3 separate regions of the Zea mays genome follow, and all the other regions are linked to region 2. Evidence: chromatin contacts called from public Hi-C data. All regions are on one chromosome and are shown on one strand. Each heading gives the region's core, a stretch centred on a gene start, on an enhancer-like site or on the middle of the called end of the contact. The rest is flanking DNA. Distances are from core to core; before and after follow the strand shown. Region 1 holds the start of LOC100276818. Region 2 holds the start of LOC100191894 (shikimate dehydrogenase 1). Region 3 holds the start of LOC100193603 (Mitochondrial substrate carrier family protein).

The links. Hi-C and Micro-C count contacts between places; a contact is called where the count stands out from the background.
Region 1: a Hi-C map of tassel shows a contact between it and region 2, with 4 times the contacts expected there. The contact joins the promoter of LOC100276818 here to the promoter of LOC100191894 in region 2. A contact is called at or near these places in 2 of 25 Hi-C or Micro-C datasets (ear and tassel).
Region 3: a contact with region 2 is called in a Hi-C map of ear, with 2.7 times the contacts expected there. The contact joins the promoter of LOC100193603 here to the promoter of LOC100191894 in region 2. A contact is called at or near these places in 3 of 25 Hi-C or Micro-C datasets (ear, leaf and tassel).

Annotation. Positions count from the first base shown.
Region 1 is chr10:26,482,544-26,485,867 of Zm-B73-REFERENCE-NAM-5.0, forward strand. It overlaps LOC100276818, which reads left to right and starts at 2,043. Exons shown (of 6, transcript NM_001150527.1): 1 at 2,043-2,324; 2 at 2,743-2,963; 3 at 3,248-3,324. The coding sequence starts at 2,215.
Region 2 is chr10:26,252,640-26,256,217 of Zm-B73-REFERENCE-NAM-5.0, forward strand. It overlaps LOC100191894 (shikimate dehydrogenase 1), which reads left to right and starts at 1,805. Exons shown (of 10, transcript NM_001137318.1): 1 at 1,805-2,097; 2 at 2,347-2,452; 3 at 3,199-3,417. The coding sequence starts at 1,847.
Region 3 is chr10:26,428,963-26,432,549 of Zm-B73-REFERENCE-NAM-5.0, forward strand. LOC100193603 (Mitochondrial substrate carrier family protein) reads left to right here and starts at 1,338. Exons shown (of 5, transcript NM_001138706.1): 1 at 1,338-1,661. The coding sequence starts at 1,547. TRNAP-AGG (transfer RNA proline (anticodon AGG)) reads right to left here and starts at 1,140; the gene lies at 1,069-1,140.

The DNA.
Region 1 (3,324 bases), core at 793-3,292, 230 kb after region 2:
CTTTACCAGGTTTTGGCTCGTGTGGGCAATGTTGCTTACTACCTGCAACTTCTAGATTCAAGACGTACCCACTCGGTGCTACATGTCTCGCCACTCAAGCTTGCTGCTGGGTTTTGGGTGTCCAAACCATGTTGTGCAGCAAGTGCTCCTGGCTTGGTCAGGACTTTCGTTGGATCTGGCTACCTAGGAACACATGCTGCTTCACTCAGAGCATCAGGATCATGGATGTGCTCAGATTCTACATCGACTTGAGGGCAAGTCGAATTTTAAGGAGGAGAGAATGTTACACCACCATTGTCAGATACTCCACATGAGGAACTCCATCCGGGTGAGCGTGGAAGACACTAATATTCGAGTCGCAGGTCCTGAGTTGATGTAACTAACTGCAGCCTTGTTGTTGTGGTCCTGTCTAGGAGTAAGTCTCTAGCGTGTGGGGTTGTGTCCCTCGGTCACCGGTTGGTGAGCCATGTTCCTAAGTAGTCGTATATATGTTGTTGGCTTGGACAGTAGGAAGGGGCATGTATGAACTTTACTCTGAATGAATACGACATTTTCCTGATTCCTCTCCTATTCTCGTCTCCTACCTCTGCTCCCTCTCTACTATCTTCTCCTTCCATTAGCTGTAGCTAACACTATGATGATAACCAATCACGCCCATTGTATTTGGCTCAAGCAAACAATGTTGCAGGATGCTAGCCTGGCTCACGAGAATCCACGAAATAGCACTTATTTGAGACGGCGTTTAAAAAATAGCATCTGTTTTCAAGCAATTCATAGAACATCACTTGTTTCACCAAATTAATTCAGAAAAAATACTTCATCTATATTTTGCATACAAATGGACCGCATACAATTGGACCAAATTACCCCTATTTGTTTCATAGCCCTCTGTCCATAAAAAATTAAATAGATAAAATATACTAGTTCTATTTTATTTTATAGTGTTAAAAATACAAATAGGCACATATTGTTTTATTGAGGAAGAAGTCTAGATTAAACTATTGAACTTCAAACCCAGTTATCTTTAGCATTGAACTATTAAAATTGACAAACTTAGCTCACTAAAAGGTCTTCCATTATACTTCTTTTGTTCCTTTTTATTTGATGTGATTGTTTTTTTGAAAAAACTTAAGTCGCTCGTCTTATTTAAAAAATTGTGTATTCTTTAAAAACTACTCCCTCCATCTCAAATTATAATTTTGAAGTTCGATGGTTAAATCTAGACTTCTTTATTTATAGAAAATATATGTTTATTTGTATGTTGAACACTATGCTTACGAATATAAAACTATAGCTCATATATTTGTATGTATTTATGTTGTTCTTGTGGATAAAATAGATAAAAAAATAAGGCTACGAAATGATATGGTCAATTTAGTCCATTTTCTTGTGAGACGAGAAATAAACTAATCAAAAATATAGATAAAGTGTTGTTTTCTAAATTTATTTACGCCCCGTTTGGATCATTGGAATTGAATTTCATTATAATAATAATAATTTAGACATATATCAATTAAGCTAATTCGGTTTTATGCAAAATATATTTATATACTATTATTAGCAAGATGTCGGAGATATTTATGTGCTACATTTTTACTATAGAGGAGTGAGACGAAGAGTGTCATATAAGTTACAGAGTAGAAACAAATTCTACTAATGCATAAAATCATTTCCCACCCTCCACCCATGAATTTGAGATAGGTTTATATCTGAACTTTGAAAAGTGGTGGAATGTTAAATTCCAAACTAAATAAGTTACTTTATTGAGTGAATTCCAATTCCTCTAAAATGAAGGGATCCAAACGCCCCGTTAATGAAATTGGTACCGTTTCTAAATTGCTTAAAAATAAGTGTTATTTTCTAAACATTGTTTAGAATTAGTGCGTGGATTCCACAGCGTGGCTCAAGAAGGCGTGGAGGCAAGTTGCAGCCCCTCGGCCTGACTGGCCCCCCGAGCCAGGAAAAAAAAACAGGCCTCGTCGATTCTGTGGGCCGGAGCCATTGGGTTCGAAAAGCCCTGGCTTCCCTTTCACGGCCGCCCTAGCTTCCCCACACTGAGCTCCTTCGCCGCCGCCCTAGCTTTCCCGCGAGCGGGACGGTAGCCGCCGTATCCTCCTTCCTCCAACACCGAGCGGGTCCAGGCAGGCAGCATCCTCGCGCCCTGTCGTGTCGCCTCTGCCTCTGAGTTCAGCTCGCCGGCAGCCGCCGCCCGCAATGGAGGCCCTCCGGAAAGCGGAGGCGGAGCTCACGGTGTACGTGCACCCCTCCAACGCCAAGCGCGTCCGGCACGCCGTATCCCGCCAGCTTAGCGCGCTTCTCTTCACGTGCGTCCGCTCCCCTTCCCTATCTCCGTGCATCTCCTCCCTATGCGTTTTGCAAAGTTCGTGTTCCTTGACCTACCGTTTTCATACGCATCCGGGTTCGAATCGCAGGAAGACGCGAAATATGGGATGGTTGGGGATGTGGGAGTGGGTAGCGTCGCCTTTTAGCCGCTATAAGGCTTGAGTTCCGAGCAAATCGTTAGGTGTCCAGTCCCCGGAGAGATTATGCATGAGGCTATAGGACCCTTGGTTGATTCTTCGTCACATTCTTATGGCCACTTTCGAGCTGTCGCAAGCTTTCTGTAGCAAGTTTGATTATTGTTTGGCCAAAATTTCATGCCACTTTCGAGCTGCCATGAAGCTTTCTGTAGCTAGTTTGATTATTGTTTGAGCAAATATGTATGGTGCCAATTCATATCAGGTATGTGGACCGTTTTGATGGCGTGTTGCTGATGCATGAAGTTTCATTCCTTATTGGCAAAGACAAAGAGGGCAAACCCATATATGAAAGGAGTGACCGTAATGATCAAATTGCTGAACCCGTTTCTTATGGCAAAATCATGAATGGCTTGGTGCCATATTTCAGCGTCCAAGTGCATGCCACCCTGCTGCTGTTCTCTCCCCAGCCGGACATGATCCTGGGTAAGTTGGTTTGTTTTGTCAATTTGAGCACTAATGGTTGTAGTATTTCTGTAGACAGTAGACCTGATTGACTGCGTTCAGTATCAGCTCATGCCAGCAAATAAGCATGTTACTAGTACTTGGGGATACTACATTATTGAAGCTTTCTATACTGCCATTACAAATTCTATCAGTGCTTTTGCTAGTGACTGATCTGCCATCATATCTTGTGGAATGAAGTAATAACCTGGCCTGGTACTGATTTGAAATGCATAGTCTGATGTTTAATTGTTTGCTAACTTCAGAAGGGATGGTTGAAATGATTGGGAAGGAGTCAATTCATGCCATTGTATTAGGGGTTTTCTCAGTGGCAATTATGTCT
Region 2 (3,578 bases), core at 555-3,054:
GGGCGTCGTGAGATTCTTTCTCGTTCTTTTTAATGGCTTCATCAGTCATCTCACGACCACCCTTCATCCACACATCGAAGTAGAATTTACCGCCCAATGTAGAGGCCTCAGTCGAAGGGTCTCTAGTGTCATCAACTGAGAGAATGGATTCTACCTGGGCTACGACCTTAACATGTTCACACCGGCTTTTTCTAAAATTGCCGCGGCCCCTCGGGCACCGGCAAAAGCACAAAAATCCCCACAATCGCTAAGTATCTCATCAAAAGCTTCAGCCTCTTCGCCTATCCACTGGACAACACCTTCGGGATCACCACGAATAAATTTCTGCTCCGAAGAATAAGCTCCCACGTTTGCAAAGCTATCTTTCAGTTTCTTCGTGCATTTCATGGATACTTCGTAGCATTTTTCCTTGGAATCCCGAAGTTCTTCAATGTTCTTCTGCACTCTGACTCTTTCCATTTCACTTATTTCTTGCTTAGCCTTCGCAAGTTCAAAATTTTCATTCATTTCGGCAAGCTTTTTTTTAAAATCTTCAACCTCGGCTTTGTAAGCTTTGGCTTGTGCGTTAAGCTTGGCTTCGCTGGTTTTCAGCCTATCCACTAAGGAGAGCAGTATTTTGTCTTTTTCAAAAGCAGAATATTCCTGGAGCAGCTTTTTTCCTTTGGCGAGCAAATCACGGAGAGAAACGAAATCGAGGCTATTTTCCTTGCTGAGCAAACCACCAGGAGATGTTGGCCCTATTAGGTTTAGTTTTTTTCTGATCAGCTTTTTTGACAATCTAGCTATGAGGAGAATGTAGCTATGGGAAGAATCTAAGTATTGTGAGGATTACGTGCGAAAAAAGATAAAGATGTTCATAAGGCTCAGGGTCTTGAAAGTGCAACGATTTGATAAATTCTCTGTTCACGTTAACTTTAAATGATTTTTATCGAATCGATTCTTATAAAACAGTGCTGAAAATCTGAGTATTTGACTGTCCGTAGTAGATTCTAGTTGACACAAGTTAAAAAAAAGCTGAAACAAAAGAGCCGTTGTGTCTTCGCATGGGCTCATGGCCCCGTTCTTTTTCGTCCTTTGGTGATTTGGTGGCACCGACAGAGCAGACCTCCATATGTATTCCTTCTGCGATTAGCTCATTTAGAATACAAATTTCTTGGTCGAGCAAACCAGCACTCTGCCCAATTCTTGGTCCTTTTCTATGCCCCTTCTGCGATTAACTCTGATGGTTGTATAGATGCGTCATGTTTATACATCTCATAATCTTTATTTATAATTGTCATTTTAAGATATAATAAATGGTTGTATGAATGTATGATGTTAGAAAATTATCTAGTTGCACTCATCAACTAAACACATAGAGTCGTCACATTCTATTTCAATATAGAACCAAACATAGAATTAAACCACTCCATTTTACTCTACTCTAAAATCAAACAAAAATAGAATGACTTTATTCTAACTGACAAACACAGAACAAAAATGTTGTCAAAGATTTTGCATTTTAGCCGTATAAACAAAATGTTGTCAAAGATTTTGCAAGTTGCTGCGCTGCTAAAGAACAGACATTTTTTTTTTACTTCTGGGTAATTCCTCCGAGAAATTGACGAACCACTTCGGTTTCATCGCAGAATTTAGGATCTTTTTGACCATTTCATCGCGCATTTCGACGCCGTGCCCATGTGTTCCGTGCACCTACAACCCAAACCAGTCAAGACGGGCCACGTCGTATTCCGCCGCCCAGCAGTGCGAACGATAGTCCACCTCCACCAGTACTACCACCAACCAAAACCTCCACTCTTCCTCCCACCAAGGCACCAACCCGACGCAAAGCCGCCGGCTTTCCCCGATGGCGACGGCGATGTCAGTTTCGGCGGTGTCCCCGCCCGCCGCGGCGGTCACGCGGCCGCGGACGATGGTCTGCGTGCCGGCGACGGCGCGGGCGCCGCGGGAGATGGCGGCGGAGCTGGCCGCCGCCGCCGCGCTCGGCGCTGACGTGGCGGAGCTTCGCCTCGACTGCCTCGCCGGGTTCGCGCCGCGCAGGGACCTGCCCGTCATCCTCGCCAAGCCCCGCCCGCTCCCCGCCCTCGTCACCTACAGGTGAGTTCGTTTCGTCAGCGCCTGGTTTCCCTGCCACAGGGTTGGTGGGCGTGCGGGGGATTAGGTTCTTCCTTCTCGGAGACACCTTTTTGGCGCATTCCGGTTCCAGATTCGATAGGCAATTCCAGAGGTTTAGTTTAGATGTTTAGCATAATTCAGTGGAGCAAAATGGGGGCTAGTTTTGGTATCAACATTTAAACTGTTAGTGTTACTAAGCTAAGTGACTGTTGCTTGATTTTTGTTGCACAGGCCCAAGTGGGAAGGAGGCGAATACGAAGGCGATGACGAATCACGGTTTGAGGCTCTGCTATTGGCAATGGAGCTGGGAGCTGAATATGTGGATGTCGAGCTTAAGGTTGGGTCCTTCCCTATTTTTCACTTCATCAAGTCAATATTTTATTGCACTGCTGTTCTTTGTGGCTTATTGTCTAAGCCTCTAAGGATAAACCCAAGGCTATAGGCTCTCACTTGAGTAGGGTCGAAGGAAAAGATAAACCGAGACAAGACCTTCTTCGTGGCTCAGTGTCGATGAATATAATCTTGTAATCTGGATGTAGTGCAATACTAGTTCATTAAGTATGTGAGAATTTGATATTCTTGCAACTTTCAACAGTAAGGGCGTCTCCAATGATCTAGCTCAGGGAATCAATTTTTTAATCACTGAATAGTGCATAGTGCAGAAAAGCAAGAGACTAGCACGGACTCAAGACATAATCTTGCACATTTCACGATGTATCCATTTCTCACAGCGTGATTTTGAAGGTTGCTTGCTGTGGTCTCTTTGCCCTCCATATTTATCAGCTTAGAAATTAGATCTAGTGCTAGCTCATACTGTTGGAGACACCCTAAGTGACACTGCCACTGATTTGGATCCTTGTCAGAGCCGATCAATTGTGAAGCTTGATTAGTTATCATGTATCATTTACAATAATATTCTTCTCATAACCATGATAACTACTTGAAAAAAAGTAATGATATAAAATATGTACTACAATATTAGTAAAAGAAGCTCGCTATTTATGTACTGGTAGTGTCAATTAGCCCTGTCCTTTAAATTAGTGAGGGTGAGTCTGGAGTTGATCACTGAATTGTATTGTGCAGGTGGCTGACAAATTTATGAAACTTATTTCTGGGAGGAAACCTGATAACTGTAAACTTATAGTTTCATCCCACAACTATGAGACCACTCCATCGTCCGAGGAACTTGCAAATTTGGTGGCTCAGATTCAAGCAACGGGGGCTGATATCGTGAAAATAGCTACAACCGCTACTGAAATTGTTGATGTGGCAAAAATGTTTCAAATACTTGTTCACTGCCAGGTGATTTAGCACGTTACTATTCTTTATCGCTCCATCACATGTGATTTGTTGCCGATAATTTGGTGTCATATTATATTGTTTGTTGTCGACAAATACATACTATTCATAACCTCCTAGAATTCTGCTACTTTGAGAAAAAAGGTTGTTAAGTAACATTTTTA
Region 3 (3,587 bases), core at 88-2,587, 180 kb after region 2:
TTCTCGCTAACGTATCTCATATCTTTTGTATAGAACTATCACTATGACAGATTGGAACCATATCACGATCCTTTCAACATGCTTGTATACTATCGCTATGAGTCGAGTTGAACATGTGAGTATTGTAAAATAAGTCGACCTATGTGTTGTTGTCTCGTTGGAGAGCTATAAAAAACTTGTATTTGAGTATTGCAAGGTTCGTTGGTTGTTTGTTGCGTGAGAACTGAAGTTTGTGGTTGAATATGTATGTTGTATGTTATTTTGGTGAACATATATCGCGTGGATCAATTAATATTTACTGTGTAATGTGAATTGAGTAAATAACAAATAAATATTGTTAAAGTTTTTCTTTTTCTGTAAAAAAACAGCGAAAACCATTGCATTTTCTTGGAAAATCAACGGTTTCGGGCGGTTTATCGCCGGTTTTCTATCGGTAAACCGCCACGAAACTATGTTTGATTTTGTTTGGGCAAACCGGACGGTTTTACCGGCGGTTTACCGAAACCGGAGGGGGCGGTTTTTTAGGCTCCAACGGTTTGGTAAACCTTGCTCAGGTCTAAATGAGATTTGATGAAGCCAATTAGTCTGTTTGTTCACAGTTTTCTTTAGTGGTGGAACAACTATATTTCTCAAGACTAGGGGTGGCAATGGATGATGATCTAAATATTTTTTCACAATTTCTTAAGACACTAAATAAAATCTAGTTTAAAAATAAATAGAAATAGAGGCTTGATCTGATCCTTAAATATTATAATATAAAATTTAGAGATCATTGACATCCCTACTCAAGATTTAGTATTCGAACCGTTGCAGACATGCCATGCTATGTTGTACGAAATTGTGATGCAGCCTATCACGTTACGCTTTGCAGTAATGGATCAAATTAGATTCCATCTCAAGTTTTTTTCCCTCTTGCGAAATAGAGATGGATTATGGATGGGGATGGGCGGATGGCAATGACGGATACCGCTGGCTGCCTGGCTGCACCGGGGGGAAAATGCAAGAGTATACTGAACTGCTGTAGAGCTTTGTTGCTGGCCGCGAACGAAAAAAATGGAATTAAAAAAAGGGGCATTCCGAGAATTGAACTCGGGACCTCTCGCACCCTAAGCGAGAATCATACCACTAGACCAAATGCCCTGTGATGATAGACAATAATAACATAAAATAGTATAGTATAAATTGTATCGTGACTGAATGAATATGGAAGGGCATACACGATTCTTTAAGCACGTTGAGATTGCGAATGACGCAATCGGTACCTAGCACGTGAAAATTCCTTCCGCTCCAGTTATTACGGAGCAATAGGGTGGTGAACTGGTGACTGGAGCTGGAATCGCATTTCTTGCTCTTTGGTCTCTCCAGAATCATCCTCCGGCCGAGCCTTCTTGGTCTACTCATTCGATTGCTTCACCATTCTTTCCTGCTCCTGCTCTTTGGCATTTTTTTCACTCCTCCCATCGAATTCTCAATCCAGGAATCCTCCCGAGATTCGCTTGCCCGCCCTTTTCTTTTCAAGTGGATCTGAACTTGGGAGGGAACCCCGATGCAGCCGCGGTACGGAGAAGCACGACAGCCGCTGCCGGGGCGGTACGCGCTGTACCACTTCGGCACCAGCGGCGCCGCCGTCGCCGCCGCCACCGCCGTGACCCATCCGTTCGGTCAGCTAGCTGCTCTTCTTCTCATCTGTTGCTTGTTATTTTGGGTAATTTGATATTCTTGAACTGCCTCGGGTTTCGGTTGGGGAAGGACATCAAGGAAATACGCATGTATGATTCGGCATTCGGGTGCTAATTCTTGATTTTGTTTTAGTTCCGCCAGTCAGAAATTCTCCCCTCTGAATTCTCTGCTTAGGCCGTGTTTGCATCCTTGGAATTGAATTCCGTTCTAATAATTAATTAAACTAATTTAGTTTTATACATAATATATTTGTACTACATTTCTACTTTTCTACTTGAGATAAGCGAGCCGAAGAGTGCGTTATAAGTTACAGCTTAGAAACATAGAATAGTGATATATAAAATCAATTTCCACCACCTCACCCTAATTTTTTGGATAGTCTTATTTAACTTTAGAAAATGATAGAATATCAAATTCCAAACCAAATAACTTTACTATATTAAATAAATTCTAATTCCTTTAAAACCAAACGGCCCCTAGGGAAATGCTAGTTGAGAATTGAGATGGGTTCGAAGGGATCCAAACGGTCCTAGGGAAATGCTAGTTGAGAATTGAGATGGGTCCGACGTTATAGTGTAGCAGCATATACTAATTAATTGTGCGAAAATGTGCCTACAAAACTAGACTAGGTGTCCGTTTGTTTGACTTTAATTTGTACTATTTGGACTATTCGTTTCGGATTAAAGCCAGTTATTTGGGTTGCTACAGCTAAAATCCATTGAGACAAAAACATTGTAGAAGCAGTAGAAGCCAGTTATAGTTCAGGTATACCTACAGGCAGTGGCGAAAGAGTACCCATGGGTAAGGAATAGTTTTGTTTCTTTGTGAAGCATATCATTATTACGATAGTTCTTGATGCTTTTCCCTTCCCGTAGAACATGCTAGGTTTAATACACCACTAGTTTCAGCCACTTAAAACATTTAATACAGGCTGACCCCCCCCCCCCCCCCCCCCCCCTTCAAGAAGGCGACAAATAGCTGCTTATCTGGCCTGCAGTATATAACAGTTGTGCGCAAAAAACCAACACCACATATGGATGAGGAGAATGTTATATTGAATTCACAATTTTGAGTAATGATGGTGAATTGGAAATATTCACGGTCTTTATCCTAAAAGAGCAGGTTATTGAATTCGAATTTCCTATTCTATGATTTTACAGGATATTTGGTAACTAGTACCAGTACTAAGAATCAAGTACATAGGCTTAGCAATAAGAGGAGCCCAGACACTAGACGTTTTGGTCTACTAGACTTCACCCTAGGTGTTATGTTGTTATGGTGGTGGCTAGTGTTCAGTGAGTGCAAGTAGGCCGCCCGAGGGCTTTGCCCATGGCCGAACAAGAGGGAAGGGGTTCCTTCTTAAATCTTAATTCTTGGTTGGTTAGATTGATACATCTCCTCTCTTTATATAGAAAGGTTTACTTGAACCCTAAGCAAGCGATCTTTATCTCTTACTTGACCCCTAAGTAAGTGATTCTTATCCTAACCAAATTAATCTAACTTATCTCTATTCTAACAAACTAAACTAATCTAATATGTCTGGCAATGCACTTGCCATAACACTACTCCACCTTCCACGACTGCTCGTCCTTGGACTGTGCTGGTGGCCATGGTTGCAGATGTCGATGTTCCCCTACAGACGTGATGCTTAGAAGGGCACCATCTGATCGAGTTGCATGTGTACAACCACCGGGATCCCATGGTGTAGTCTGGTGTGTGATGATACCTAGGAGTGGTCACAACAACGATAACGGAGATGCCCTCATAGAGGTTCGTGATGGAATGTGGCGGCTCTATGCAGTGCGCGCCTGCAAAGAACCCCATGCTTTCTCACCGTTGGATGACTGCTTGTAGTCTATGCATAACTGCCACAAGTTGTCCGGCTTCTTCACGAGCATCAATATCAA